Linked DNA regions of Sus scrofa: region 2 is linked to region 1. A link is a contact called in public HiChIP or PLAC-seq data. All regions are on one chromosome and are shown on one strand. The core of a region is the stretch at or near the end of the contact, and the rest is flanking DNA. Distances in the headings are between cores, read along the strand shown. Region 1 holds the start of RNASEL (ribonuclease L). Region 2 overlaps LOC110255526 (a long non-coding RNA gene).

The links. HiChIP or PLAC-seq counts read pairs in DNA pulled down with a chosen protein or histone mark.
Region 2: a contact with region 1 is called in an H3K27ac HiChIP or PLAC-seq map of skeletal muscle. The contact joins the enhancer-like site here to the promoter of RNASEL in region 1. A contact is called at or near these places in 4 of 5 promoter capture datasets (fetal liver, fetal skeletal muscle, liver and 1 more), 32 of 47 Hi-C or Micro-C datasets (adipocytes, adipose tissue, alveolar macrophages and 17 more) and 2 of 2 datasets of contacts at active chromatin or transcription factors (alveolar macrophages and skeletal muscle).

The regions. Positions count from the first base shown.
Region 1 is chr9:123,906,155-123,912,574 of Sscrofa11.1, reverse strand. RNASEL (ribonuclease L) reads left to right here and starts at 2,189. Exons shown (of 7, transcript NM_001097512.1): 1 at 2,189-2,227; 2 at 4,762-6,420. The coding sequence starts at 4,951. All of the region lies in intron 2 of LOC110255523 (a long non-coding RNA gene), which reads right to left.
Region 2 is chr9:124,066,507-124,073,694 of Sscrofa11.1, reverse strand. It overlaps LOC110255526 (a long non-coding RNA gene), which reads left to right. Exons shown (of 5, transcript XR_002335965.1): 2 at 1,859-1,944; 3 at 4,125-4,300. Among named protein-coding and RNA genes, the nearest start is that of RGS8, 16 kb to the right of the region's middle. Within about 2 kb of position 1,339, at least 4 of the 83 cell types and tissues checked have an H3K27ac peak or open chromatin away from gene starts, as enhancers often do. A contact at or near this core is called in fetal skeletal muscle and skeletal muscle, where this site is marked.

The DNA.
Region 1 (6,420 bases), core at 940-3,439:
TTAAATCCAGCAAGAGATGACCAGTTAGATGACCCTTTCCAGCTTCCTATAGACTCCTCTCCCCAGACGTCCCACAGGCTCTTCATATGGAGCACAGTCAAAGCCAAGGTCGTTATGTGCCCCTCTGATGTCTACTGCCTTCTGTCTCCCTAACGCTGATACAAAGACGCTGCTTCTCCCAGTTCACCTAGATTTCTTAGAGGCAAATTTCATCCTCTTTAATCTGGGCTCCAAAAACAGCTTCCCACATGGTTTCCCTCCCCAGTCCTCTCCCCCTCCAGCTCACCTTCCAGGCTGGGTCCATCTTTACTCATAAAACACAGAACTGAGCACACCATGACTGCATCAAAGCCCTTTGACAGCTTCCCTTTGACTATAAGGGCACATTCATCTCTTAGATGACATGTGAGGCTCTGATCCCACCTAAGTCCCTCTCCTGACTTATCTCCTGCCCAGACGGCCCTTAGACACAAGCTGTCCTCTCTGCTTTGAATGGCTTCTTTTTTTTTTTTTTTCAATTGGGGGTTGGGGGCTGAGAAGGAACATATCCTCCTCAAAAGAACTCCTGAAAATCCAGCAAACCCTCACTTCCTCAAGTGAAGCCTTCCCAGACGTCCACTGCAGAGAATTAATCTCTGCCACTTCCGTGATTCTGGGACACCATTCTTACCTTGATTGCCTCACGTGCGAACTGGAAGCACTACTTCTCTCTCCACAGCGCTTTTTCTTTCCCTAAACCGCTCTCTTTCAAGATCAGGAGCCGTATTATCTGATAAGATGGGACAGAACAGACCACAGTAAAGCGATTCAGAGCAGGAGCTGTGGAGCAGGAATATTGGGGTTGGACTCCTGGCTCACTCGCTGTATGGCCTTGGGAAGTTAATAAGCCTCTCCAAGGCTTGGGTCCCTCATCTGTAAATGAGGACAATAAGAATGCACCCTGCCTAGGGAACAGGGGATGAAATAAAAGTGTTTAGCACCACACTAACGTCCCATGAATATTATCTATTCTTATGATCTGATTCCAGGTACTTAGCACAGGGCCTTGGACTCAGGAGGCATCAGTCGATAACTATTTGACTTTTTGAAAACAATGGAAGAGTCGTGATTCAAAGCCAGGATTCCAGGTCTACTTTTTCAGGTATAGTACAGATGTTTCCATGCTATATTTCATCTGATGTAAGATGCACTCCAGAATTCCAGATAAGAAAGCAGAAGGTCAAGCCATTAATTCAGGCCAGCTGGTGCTATTTCTGAATCAGTGCTGTTGCTTCCTTGTGGCACTGAAAGGCTCTGGCCCATCCTCACCCTCTGCTGCCCCCCTGTGGCTACATCAGGTCAGGCTCCCAAATCCTTTAAACTCGCCTGGTTATTCAAATTGCTTTATGAGGAAAAGAAAGGTTTAAAACGTAAATAATTGAGGAAGGAGCCAAAGGGTGAGAGATGTAAGTTAGTCAGGTGCTAGACAGTGGAGTTTGAATCTTCATTATTTATAAAATAGTTCCCTTCACTGCAAATCCTCATCCTGGTATTTCCAACCCTCCTTATTAATTACTACTAATTATTCTCTGCAGCATTTTCACCACAAAGCATATTATATATACTTATGTTGTCTGGCTTCTCCCATAAGAATGAGGGTGGGCATTTTCCTCTATGCTGTCCAGTGATGCAGCCCGAATCTCTAGAACAAGGGAAGTTAATCATTTCGTGCCTCAGTTTCCTCATCTGTACAATGGGGTCAAAAATAGTAGCTACCTCATAAGGATTAGATTTTGTGATTTAATATATATAAAGGGCTCAGAACAGTTACTTGAGCACACGCAAGAGCTATGTAAATGTCTGCTACCATCACCATCATCGTCATCATTCTTCTTTTCCGGTAGCAGGTACTATTCACTCCTTCAAAAAGACAGGGATTTGGGAAAACATGGTTGGGATGGAGCTGGATGCTGGGACCTGAAAGGCTCAAGGCTGAGCAGCAGGATCCTGGACGTCAAGTCAGCGCCCAGCTGCCAGGGAAGAGCCATCCCTTTCCTCTAGGGGGTTTAAAGGTGCCACCACCTCTGCCTGGGTGTGGGCATGTGCAGTGTGCCCTCCCTCCTCCTTCCACATTTTTTTGGCCCCGCCCACTGGCTCAGGGACTTCCTCAGGAGGCGCTGTTTGCCCGCTGGCAAGAGGATTTGACGATGAAGTGCTGCCAGAGGGAGGAGGCGGCTGCATTTAAAAGGTAAGGTGCGCAGAAGGAAGAGAGCCGGAAAAGCCTGAGAAGGTGTTTTCTTTGAACGATTCCCGAGGGTGGGCTGGGCGGAAGGAAGGACACACAGCTCCGGAGGACCTGCACCCCCGGGAGCATTCCAGGGTTTCTGTCACTATCCACACAGTCTTCTTTCAAGTGGGCTTGGTTTGTCGGGCATCTCTGGTACTTGGAGAAAATGAAAGTGAAATCGAGACTCTCCCCTTGCAGCCCTTTCGCTGAGCTGTTTCTGTTCTCTGCTCTCGCTTTCTTTGAGTTTCTTCCTCCTCTGCTCCTTTACTTACTCCAGCCCACCTCAACACCCATCCTCACCAGAACTGTCTACACAAGCAGAGGTGTCACTGCCGGGTGTTTGTGCTTACGCTGCCCATCCGATCGATCGGCTCTCCCAGGTGGGAGTTTTGAGAATGTCAGAGGGGTGAGATGGCTGAAAAGTGGTGGCCTTGTGAATTTTGTAGCCGATGCAGTTCGCTAAATATGTAAGTAACAGTTTGCTGCTGTCTGATATTTGAACTGGTTCTAAATTGCTCTGATGTGACTGAGGGCAGCTGGACTAAAAACAAACACCCCAGATTCCTATTTGTGTAGCAGGTATATGCACATGGGTGGGGAGGGTGGATTTATTAACCTTTTTATAAGGGGACATCATTAGCTCTACCATTTATCGGATGCCTAATATTTCCCCCTCCCTACTTTAATACACTTTCTAGGGGGGACTTTATTTATCGTTGCCACATTTGAGGAAACAGAAAATTGAGACTCAATAATCTAAGGTTATACAATTAGGAAGTAAGAGTCTAGTAGTCAGACAACCAGGGGCTCAAATGTAGATCTTGCTGAGGTCAGAGCCTAGCTCTTTCCCCTACCCTGCATGACTTAATTTTTTTCAGCCACACCTGCAGCTGTGCAAGTTCTCAGGCCAGGGACTGAACCTGCACCACAGCAGTAACAACACCGAATCCTTAACTGCCGGGCCACTAGGGAACTCCTATCCTATACTACCTTAAAATAGGAAAGCACATCCGCAGAGAGTCAGAGACACACCGAGCAATGGCAACCAGAAATGCAAATTGACAGAAGACACATTTTGTCTCATTAAATGAGGGTTCTGGTGTTTTCAAGAGGCCATCTATTTCTTCTTTTTTTTTTTTTTTTTTTTTTTTTTTTTTTGTCTTTTTTTGCTATTTCTTGGGCTGCTCCCGCGGCATATGGAGGTTCCCAGGCTAGGGGTTGAATCGGAGCTGCAGCCACCGGTCTACACCAGAGCCACAGCAACACTGGATCCGAGCCGCGTCTGCAACCTACACCACAGCTCACGACAACGCCGAATCCTTAACCCACTGAGCAAGGGCAGGGACCGAACCCGAAACCTCATGGTTCCTAGTTGGATTCGTTAACCACTGCGCCACGACGGGAACTCCCAAGAGGCCATCTGTTTCTGATAAGAGTATGTTTATATGGCATTGGAAAAAAAATCAGTAATACAGGCTGAGAATCCTAAAAACAATCACAGCCTTTGACCATTCAGTTCTTTGAAATCTATCACAAGAAATCTCTTGGAGTTCCCATCGTGGCGCAGTGGTTAACGAATCCGACTAAGAACCATGAGGTTGCGGGTTCGATCCCTGCCCTTGCTCAGTGGGTTAACGATCCGGCGTTGCCGTGAGCTGTGGTGTAGGTTGCAGACGCGGCTCGGATCCCGCGTTGCTGTGGCTCTGGCGTAGGCCGGTGGCTACAGCTCCGATTCAACCCCTAGCCTGGGAACCTCCATATGCCACGGGAGCGGCCCAAGAAATAGCAACAACAACAACAACAACAACAAAAAGACAAAAAAAAAAAAAAAAAAAAAAAGAAATCTCTTACAAGCTCTGTCATAAGAAAGCAAACTAAAATAAGCTGCTTGCTGCCACATTATTTAGAATTGTGAAGATGTTCTCATTTTAAAACTCTTGTCTAAAAGTTACTTGAAAAATCTGCTCGGTAATAGGGAACTGCAACAACTCTCTGATGGCATATTGCACAGCCATGAAATGTTTTAAAACACTTTGTAATAACATAGGTCATTTATAGTGAAGCATTAAATGAAAGGGAAGAGGATGCAAAGTTATTTACCTAGCAGGAGCCCAACTATTTTTAAAAAATCTATGGAGCTATACTAAAATATTAACAATGCCTGTTTCTGGGCAGTGGTACCATAGAATAATAATTTTCTTATTTATAATTTGTATATATTTATGATATCCTGTAATCAAAGTTTCTATAATAACTGAGTAGATATATTTTGAAAAGGTTGCTAATAAAATTAATTTTTCTGAGAATTTCCTTGGTGGCACAGCAGGTTAAGGATCCTGCATTGTCAGTGGCTCAGATTGCTGCTGTGGCACAGGTCTGACCCCTGGCCTAGGAACTTCTGTATGCCTTGAGCACAGTGAAGAAAAAAATTAATTTCTCTGATACAAGTGTTTTCTCACTATTATAACATTATAAAGTACCTCTCTCATCTCTAGGCGGAAAGTCAGAAGACTCCACGAGCACTGTGCTGCCTCATAGCGAGGGGCTATGGCCAGATAATTCCCATTTCCCCTGACAGGAGCTTCTAAGCGTTCCATGTCCCCTTTGGTCAAATTCCAAGGAGATACGTTTTCATTTTCTCAAAGAAAAGGCAAAAAGAGTTGCAGCCAGTGGTATTTACTGTCATGGAGACCAAGCGCCATAACAACCCTCAGGAAACACCCACACCCTCTAGTGATGGGGGGGCTTCCTTGGAAGAAATGTTGACTCAAGCTGTTCAAGAAGCAGACATTGAGCAGGTCCGGCAATTGCTAGAAAGAGGGGCTGATGCCAATTTCCAGGAAGAGGAATGGGGCTGGTCACCTTTGCATAGTGCAGTGCAAATGGACAGTGAGGACCTTGTGGCTCTTCTGCTGAAGCATGGCGCCGACCCTTGTCTGCGGAAGAGGAATGGGGCCACTCCCTTCATCATCGCTGGCATCACCGGGAACGTGAGGCTGCTCCAACTCTTACTTCCTAACGTGGAAGATGTGAACGAGTGCGATGTTAATGGCTTCACAGCTTTCATGGAAGCCGCCGTGTACGGTAGAGTCGAAGCCTTAAGGTTCCTGTATGAGAATGGAGCAGACGTGAACATGCATCGAAAGACAAAGCAGGATCAAGAGAGGATTCGGAAAGGAGGGGCCACCGCCCTCATGGATGCTGCTGAAAAGGGGCATGTGGGTGTCGTGACGATCCTCCTCCACGAGATGAAGGCAGAGGTCGATGCCCGTGACAACATGGGCAGAAATGCTTTGGTCTATGCTCTTCTCAACCCCGACGATGGGAAGGCGAAGGCCATCACTCGCCTCCTGCTGGACCACGGGGCCGATGTCAATGTGAGGGGGGAAGGAAGTAAGACGCCCCTGATCCTGGCAGTGGAAAGGAAGAATCTGGATTTGGTGCAGATGCTTCTGGAACAAGAACAGATAGAAGTGAATGACACAGACAGAGAGGGCAAGACGGCCCTGCTGCTTGCTGTCGAACTCAGACTAGAGGAAATCGCCAAGCTGCTGTGCCACAGAGGGGCCAGCACAAATTGCGGGGACCTTGTGGCAATAGCGAGACGCAATTACGACAGTGACCTTGTGAAGTTTCTTCGCCTTCATAAAGCCGGAGAAGATTTTCGCCCTCCTGCTAAAGACTGGAAGCCTCAGAGCTCACGCTGGGGGGAGGCCCTGAAACATCTGCACAGGATATGGCGCCCCATGATTGGCAAACTCAAGATCTTCATTGACGAAGAGTATAAAATTGCGGACACTGCTGAAGGGGGCATCTACCTGGGGCTCTATGAAGACCAAGAGGTGGCTGTGAAGCGGTTCAGTGAAGGCAGCACACGGGGACAACAGGAAGTCTCTTGCCTGCAGAGCAGCCGAGCCAACGATAACGTGGTGACGTTCTATGGCAGTGAGAGCGACGGGAGCTGTCTGCATGTGTGCCTCGCGCTGTGTGAGTACACGCTGCAGGAGCACTTGGCCAACCACCGAGGGGACGCTGTGCCAAACGAGGAGGATGAGTCTGCCCGAAACATCCTCTCGTCTCTGTTTAAAGCTATTGGAGAACTCCATCGCTCTGGATACTCTCACCAGGATCTGCAGCCACAAAACATCTTAATA
Region 2 (7,188 bases), core at 90-2,589, 160 kb before region 1:
ATCCTTAACTCTCTAGGCCACCAGGGATCTCCTGTAATATGTCTTTGGATTATATTCATTTGAAGTATGAATTTGAGTATATGGAGATAAGGCTAATTCAAAATTCTCTGCCATATTGCAGTTACTCTCAGTTAAAAAAAACCTCAAGACATCTCATTGCCAGAATCTCATGTGATAGGCATGTATAGTTGATATACTAGGGGTTTTCATTATGTTTTTGTTTTTCTATCCTCACAGTATTATATCCCCATCTAGTATTTGTGTGTGTGGCTGCAGTTTCCTTTTTATTTTTTTTATTCTTTTTGGCCACCCTGTGGCATACAGAGTTTCTGGGCTAGGGATCAGACCCAAACCTAAGCCATTGTGGCAATGCTTTAACCTGCTGTGCCAGGCCAGGGATCAAACCTGCATCCCAGAGCTGCAGAGACGCCATGGATCCCATTGCATCACAACAGGAACTCCTGCAGTTTCCTTTTTGTAGCATTTGGAGTGGAGCATGATGGCTGGGGGGAGTCTTGAGTCCTTTGGGGCTCTGTCAGTGGTGTGCTAGTGAGCCAGGTTTTGGAGCGGAAAAAAACCCCAACAACGAATTTATAGAATTTATCAACTTCTAGGGTTAAAGCCATCCACCGTGGCTAATTTTACCTTGCCAATGTGGTATCACAAAACATGAAGTTGGAAAATAAGTTCTTGCTACCTAGAGGCAGGCAGCTCCCAGTGTGCATCCTGGCATTTTGCATCGTAAATGTTTGCCCTTAAGGTTAAAAAAATTCTACATAGGCCATAAATCATACTGGATGGTTTCATGTATTTTGTAGTGGCCCCCAAAGGAGACTCCTAGTACATTTTTTCCCAGGCAAAACCTTTAAAACCTTTAAGCTTCTCGTCCCTCTACATTTTTTTAAAAAGTTGCTCATTTAAGTGAATTGGAGGCGGAAACATTTCTTTCTACCCCTAGCATGATGGAGAGGTTTCTGTGAGGGTGGGAGCCCATTCCGTGAGTTCCTGTGGGAGGGGACTTTTCCAGCAATATAGAATCATTTCTTACATTGATGCAGCGCTTCTCCAGTTTTCTTCATTTGATCCCCATTTCGAAGAGGGGAAAGCCCATCCCACGAAGAACAGAGATTGGATTCTTTTGATTCCAAATCTGGTGTTTTCCCCAGTGCTCCACACAGCCTTCCCAGGGTGGCCAGAACCTTCCCGGGTTTCTCTCTTGCCATCCAACTCAAACAGGATGTTTCTTTTCACTGCCAGGAAGCTCCTTATTTCATCATCGCCTTCTCACTTTCACAGGAGGAAATTCCCTTGGCCTTCCATGGGCTTGCTATTTTCGGTGTCCCCCTGGATCACATGCCTGCCAAGGTCCTGCTCCACTTGCAGATTGGCTGCAACTAACCACTCCTACATCGCTGCCTGGAATTTGTCCCATGTCCCAGAAATGCTGGGGGGATGCAGTGCTTTAGAGCTTCCTGAGCTTTAAGTCTCATCTCTAGAGATAACACGTTCTGGGCCAAGTCATTCTGCCATCTTGGTAATAACATTAATCCATTCTGTTAATGGTGTTAAGAATGAATTTTTATGATACAGTGATTATCATACCCACTCTGAGACAGTTCAAAACCTTACCTCATTTGACTTTCGAGGCAGTCACAGCACAACAATCCTTCCACAGTTTGATGCAAGGAGGGGAACATACCGACTGCAGGGAAGCTTGGAAAGCTTAAATAGCATTTAATGAATGCATTCATATGTTAACCAAATATTTATTGTGCATCTATCATGTTCATGGCTCAGTTGAAAGGCTCGAAGACTCCCAGGGTTAATGATAGCATTTGCATTCCTCATATTTTTGCAGACCGGCGAGGCAGACACACACACTGGAGATTGTCATCGAAGGCAACACATACTTCAGTAGAGAGAAGTGCAGGCCTGGAGGAGGAGGTGCGTTAACTCTGCTTAGGGGAATGGAAGCACCTTTACAAGGGTTCAAAGCTGCCGCTAGGATGCGAAGGACAAGAATGACACCAGTTATGTAGTGCTTACCGCCTATGAACTGTCCTAGTCTAAGCATTTTCCATGTATTAACCTATTTAATTTTCCGAAAGCCCTACAAGGATGGTACAGTTATCATCCCCACAGGAACCTGAGTCATAGAGAAGGTAAATGACATGTTCAATGTCACCTACTAGGGATTTTACTCTGTGTCCTTAACCCCTGATTTGCTAGGATTATGGGGGTGTTTGGAAGGGGTGTGCGTGGATGACATTCTGGGCTGAGGGAACAGCATGGGTGAAAGGCCCAAAGACAGGAGAGAACGTGGCGTGTTTGTGATTTTGTTTTACGTTTCGGTGGGAAAGGAACACAGCCGCTGATCACATGTGCATCATTTTTCTTTCACCGCAAAGGTTTTTCTAGAGGCTATTAGGAAAAGAATTTGTCAACACCATTTCTTAAAATCTGAATGTTTTTAAATGGCTGCTGTCCAACTGTTCACCCTGCTGAGTCGTTGGCTGAGGGTTTTTAAATACATCGCCAGCAGAAGGGTACACATTTCTTGATTTCCCATTATTCCCCAAATCGATTTATTCTAATGCTACTTGAGGCTAGAATTGCGAGATTGATTCCCCCGGAAGATAGCACTTCTGGGAGAAAAATGATTGGGCATAACCACCAAGTGTATTCCTGGTCATGGCTGAAATTCTCGCCAACATCAGCTATTGATCACCAGTGAGATAGCATGTCCCTTGCAGTGTTTCATCCCCCCTCTGGATAGGTGACAAATACCCAATGTGTGCTTTAGCAGCAAAACTAAATGTGGCAGTACTTGGCCTACAGCAGCACTGAAACGAGTGCTGGCCAGTTCCATATTTCTTGGGTCATTTTCTGTTCTAAATATGCTGGAGGATAGGTCATTCATTCAGCTTTTTTCAAGTGCCTACTGTAGTAAACGCTCGTAATAACAGTTATCATTAATAGAACGCACCACTTGACAGGCACTGTGCTAAATAACCACCTTAAAATTATTAGCACATTTAATCCTCATGATAACCCCATGAAGTAAGAGTATTATTACCTCCAGATGAGAAAACAGAGGGATTAGTTCATTGAACTGGCAAAGCTTGGAGTTCCCTTTGTGGCACGGAGGAAAGGAATCCGACTAAGAACCGTGGAGCACCTGGTTTGATCCCTGACCTTGCTCAGCGGGTTAAGGATCTGGTATTGCCGTGAGCTGTGGTGTAGGTGGCAGACGCAGCTCGGATCTGGTGGATCTGGCATTGCTGTGGCTGTGGTGTAGGCTGGCAGCTGTAGCTCTGATTCTACCCCTAGCCTGGGAACCTCCATATGCCACAGGTGGGGCCCTAAAAAAGCAAAAAAAAAAAAAAAAAAAAAAAGATAAAAATAAAAATGAACTGGCAAAGCTAGGTCCGTCCTAGATTGTCTTTGTCCAGAACCTGCTATGCCGGGTCATCTCCTTCTGTTTGGGGTTCTTTTTTTAGGGCCGCACCTGTGGGATAAGGAAGTTCCCAGGCTAGGGGTCGAATTAGGCCTCCAGATGAAGCCTACACCACAGCTGCAGCAACACCAGATCCGAGCAGCATCTGTGACCTACCCCGTGGCTTGTGGCAACACCAGATCCTTAACTCACTGAGTGAGGCCAGGGATCAAACCTGCATCCTCATGGACACTATAGTGTCCATGCAAACAACCAACAGTAATTGAGTCGGAATGAGACAGGCGAAAAACAACAGTTCTCAGCTCTTTGCTCAATGAAATGGTATGCCAGCTAATATGTATGCATGAAATACGTTCTCTGGGACAACACCAGCATTCTGCATAATCCATCCCCCTTTTCTTCCACCTCCCTGCTCCAGGAAAGCACATTGGAATGCATGTGAGTAAGAGTGACATTATCATAGTAATGGCATTGCATCAGAACTAATTACGAAGGTGACAAATCCTTTGCACATTTTCGTACAAGGAGATAGTGGGTATAAATCGCAGGACACAAATAAAGCTATCTAAGAAATATGGCATTTCCTTTGTTTCTATAAATCAACTTAATTTTGACTCTGGATACCAGCCTCTTGGACTGACAGGAAATTTAACCTCTGTCATTCTAGGCTAACCTCTCTTACTCCCCACGAGCTGTGCCAAGATTCTACGGCCTCAGGCAGGGCCAGCATGTTGTATTGGACAGTTATCCATGCTGGTTCCACTGAGACTGCTGCTTCTTGAGCCCACAGGATCCCGTTGGCTCTTGGGGCCCTGAAACCCATGAGGAATCTGGGAACCTAGGGTAAGAACGCAGCCTTGCAGCTTGGCCTAGGCTGCATATGTCCTTTTTCTCCAAGGTCCCTTCAGTCTCTCTCTTACTCTAACCCAGGGCCCTTTCATTCTCTTAGATGGAAATTCCCATCCCACTGTCCTTCTGGGGCCCTTTTGATTTCATCAGACTCTTTTCCCCTCAATAGGTTTTGCTCTTTGGAAAAAAAAAAAGAAAGCTGGAAAGTAAGGTATCTTTTCTGTTCTCTTTCTTGCTGGTAACCTCTTGCAAGGCAAGTAAGCAAGACTCTATTTGACTTAGAAGGGGAAAATAGTAATAATAATAATAATAATAATAATAATAATTGGTCATTATAGTGGATTTTTTTTTTTTTTGGCTTTTCCCAGGCTAGGGGTCAAATTGGAGCTACAGCTGCCAGCCTACACCACAGCCACAGCAATGCTGGATCCTTAACCCACTGAATGAGGCCAGGGATCAAACCTGCGACCTCATGGTTACTAGTTGGATGCATTTCTGCTGCGCCATGATGGGAGCTCCTTGAGTGGAATTTATCTGGAAATATCCTTCATTTCTTCTTCTTCCCCTCCTCATCCCCTCTCCTGCTCTTTCTTCTTTTTCACAAAGTGTAAATAACCTTGTTCTCGGTTATAAAAGATGCCATAGAGCAAATTAATAGCTAAGAAAACTGCAGCTTGGCATATGTTTTTCAGACCTTTTTAAAAATATGTTTAAGAGTATTCAAGAGATATTTATTGAGTTATTACTATGTTTTGTAAGCTCGAATAAGGAGGTTGGATTTTATATGAAGTATCAACCCATTGGCAAATTTGAAGGGCAGTCACCTAATTTTTACAGGTTTTAAAGACCACACTGGCTGTCCCACAGAGGGTGGACTATATAGGGTTTTAGGTAAGAAATGATGGTGCCTTGGTAAGATGGGAGTCATGACGAAGGAGAGATGAGCAGGGATTCTGGGTCTGGTTGGGAGAGTGAGTGGACAAGACCATCTGGGAATGGGTCTAGTTGGGAGAGTGAGTGGACAGGACCATCTGGGCAAGGGCAGTAAGGCATTGAAGAGGATTTCTAGGTTTGGGCTTGAGTAGCTGTGTGGGTAGCACTGTCTACAAAGATGGGAAAGACTAAGAGAGAGAGGTGTCCTTTATCCCCTAAAACTCACCTCTCAAAAAGTTTCTCCAACACTGTCTGGGGTCTTGAGTAGTAAATCTAGGGAGTGAATCCTGATCAGGGGAGACACAGGATAACCCAATGGACTGCAAGAAGAACATTCAAAATTTCTATTTAAACTTTTCTTCTCATTCTTTTTAATGTGCATTTCTGTGTATGCTTTACAGTATACATATTAGTACAATGCAGTATATATAAATATAATGCTATACATATTTTATAAATGGTACCTATATATAGTATATATAGATATAGTGTATATATATATATGTATACATATCCACTGTTTATAAACAAATAAGAGTGACTGAATAAAGAAAAGAATAAACTGAGAGTTGTGGCAGACAGCTAGCTGTTCACTAAAATCTGTCCTTCCTTCCAGAATATACAGTAGCTGGGAAGCTGCTGCCCAGCCAGAGGCAACTTTCCCAGACCCCTTATAAGTAGCTGTTCCCAGTTCTCCCCAGTGGGAAGTAAGTAGAAAGGCTAGATATCAGTTCTGGACCATGCCTCTCTTTGTATTCTTTCCCCCTTTGCTGGCTGAGATGCAGAAAATGGCCAGGTCCTGGATATTCTGGAGACCTGAGATGGAAGGAACTTGCATCCCTGAGATGTTGCTGGGCGGGTAGCTGCTCACTTACCAGGAACATCCAGCTCAGGCTGTTATAGGACCAAGAAATAAACTTTTGTGCATTTGAGCTATTTTACACATTTGGGTCTTTTTTGCTATTACAACTAGCATTCAGGGAACATTCTTAACATTTTTGGAGGGACACGTGCAAAATATTTGGAGGCCACTGGTCTAAGCACTTGCCAAATGCAAATGAAATTGTGTTTTCTTGTTCTGTCAGACTCAGCGGACAGCAGCTCACCATTTCTAAGCCATCCCCTCAATTGAAAGCTGTCATTATCATGGAATAATGATTAGGTCTGCTGAGTTTTATTTTTGAGGAATAGTTTTTGAAGACTGGACATTTTTAGGAGGACTCAAAATTTGGATTGCCATTCGTTATAAAAAGCGACTAGCTTTCTTGGTAATCCAAGGGTCGTCTTAGAAAATGTGGAAATACTCAATGAACATTATTAGGAAAAATCAGAGAAATTCAGCAAGATGGAACATTTGTTTGGCACAGAGTTTGCTAACGTTTGCAAATACTTTCGTGTCCTCAGATTTTAGCTTGAAGTATCTTCTTTCAAAGTCCATGAACTTTTAAAACCCAAGTGTTTTCCACTTGCCTTTGCAAATGAAATGAGTTCTCTGCATCGCCCCCACCCAGCACCCCGCCAAGAATATACAGTTGTCACTGGGATTTAGTTGTAGCTTTTCCCCTCGCCTGGGCGAGACTCAGAAAACCTTTCTCAGAGCATTCGGCATAGAGAAGGAATAGAATGATGCATCCAGGCAATATTTCTGGAAGCTGAGATCAACAGATCATGATTAAAATCGGCTTGCAATTCTCTTGGCTGAGAATGTCACGCCAGCTGCTTCCAAAGCCCATAAGATGATGGATGTCTTAGCGTTATCCCCACTGCTCTTCAGAATTTATCAGCACAAAAGAAAAATGGGAAAGGTGAGAACTCCCAGAGATTCCAAAATCCTTTTGGCAGCAGTGAGCAGTGAAAGCTTGGTGTCAGTTATGAATGAATCACCGGGCATTTGTGTGGCGACAGAGAGGGGTGTCAAAACCTTGGCGCTCTAATCAAGAGCAGCAGGA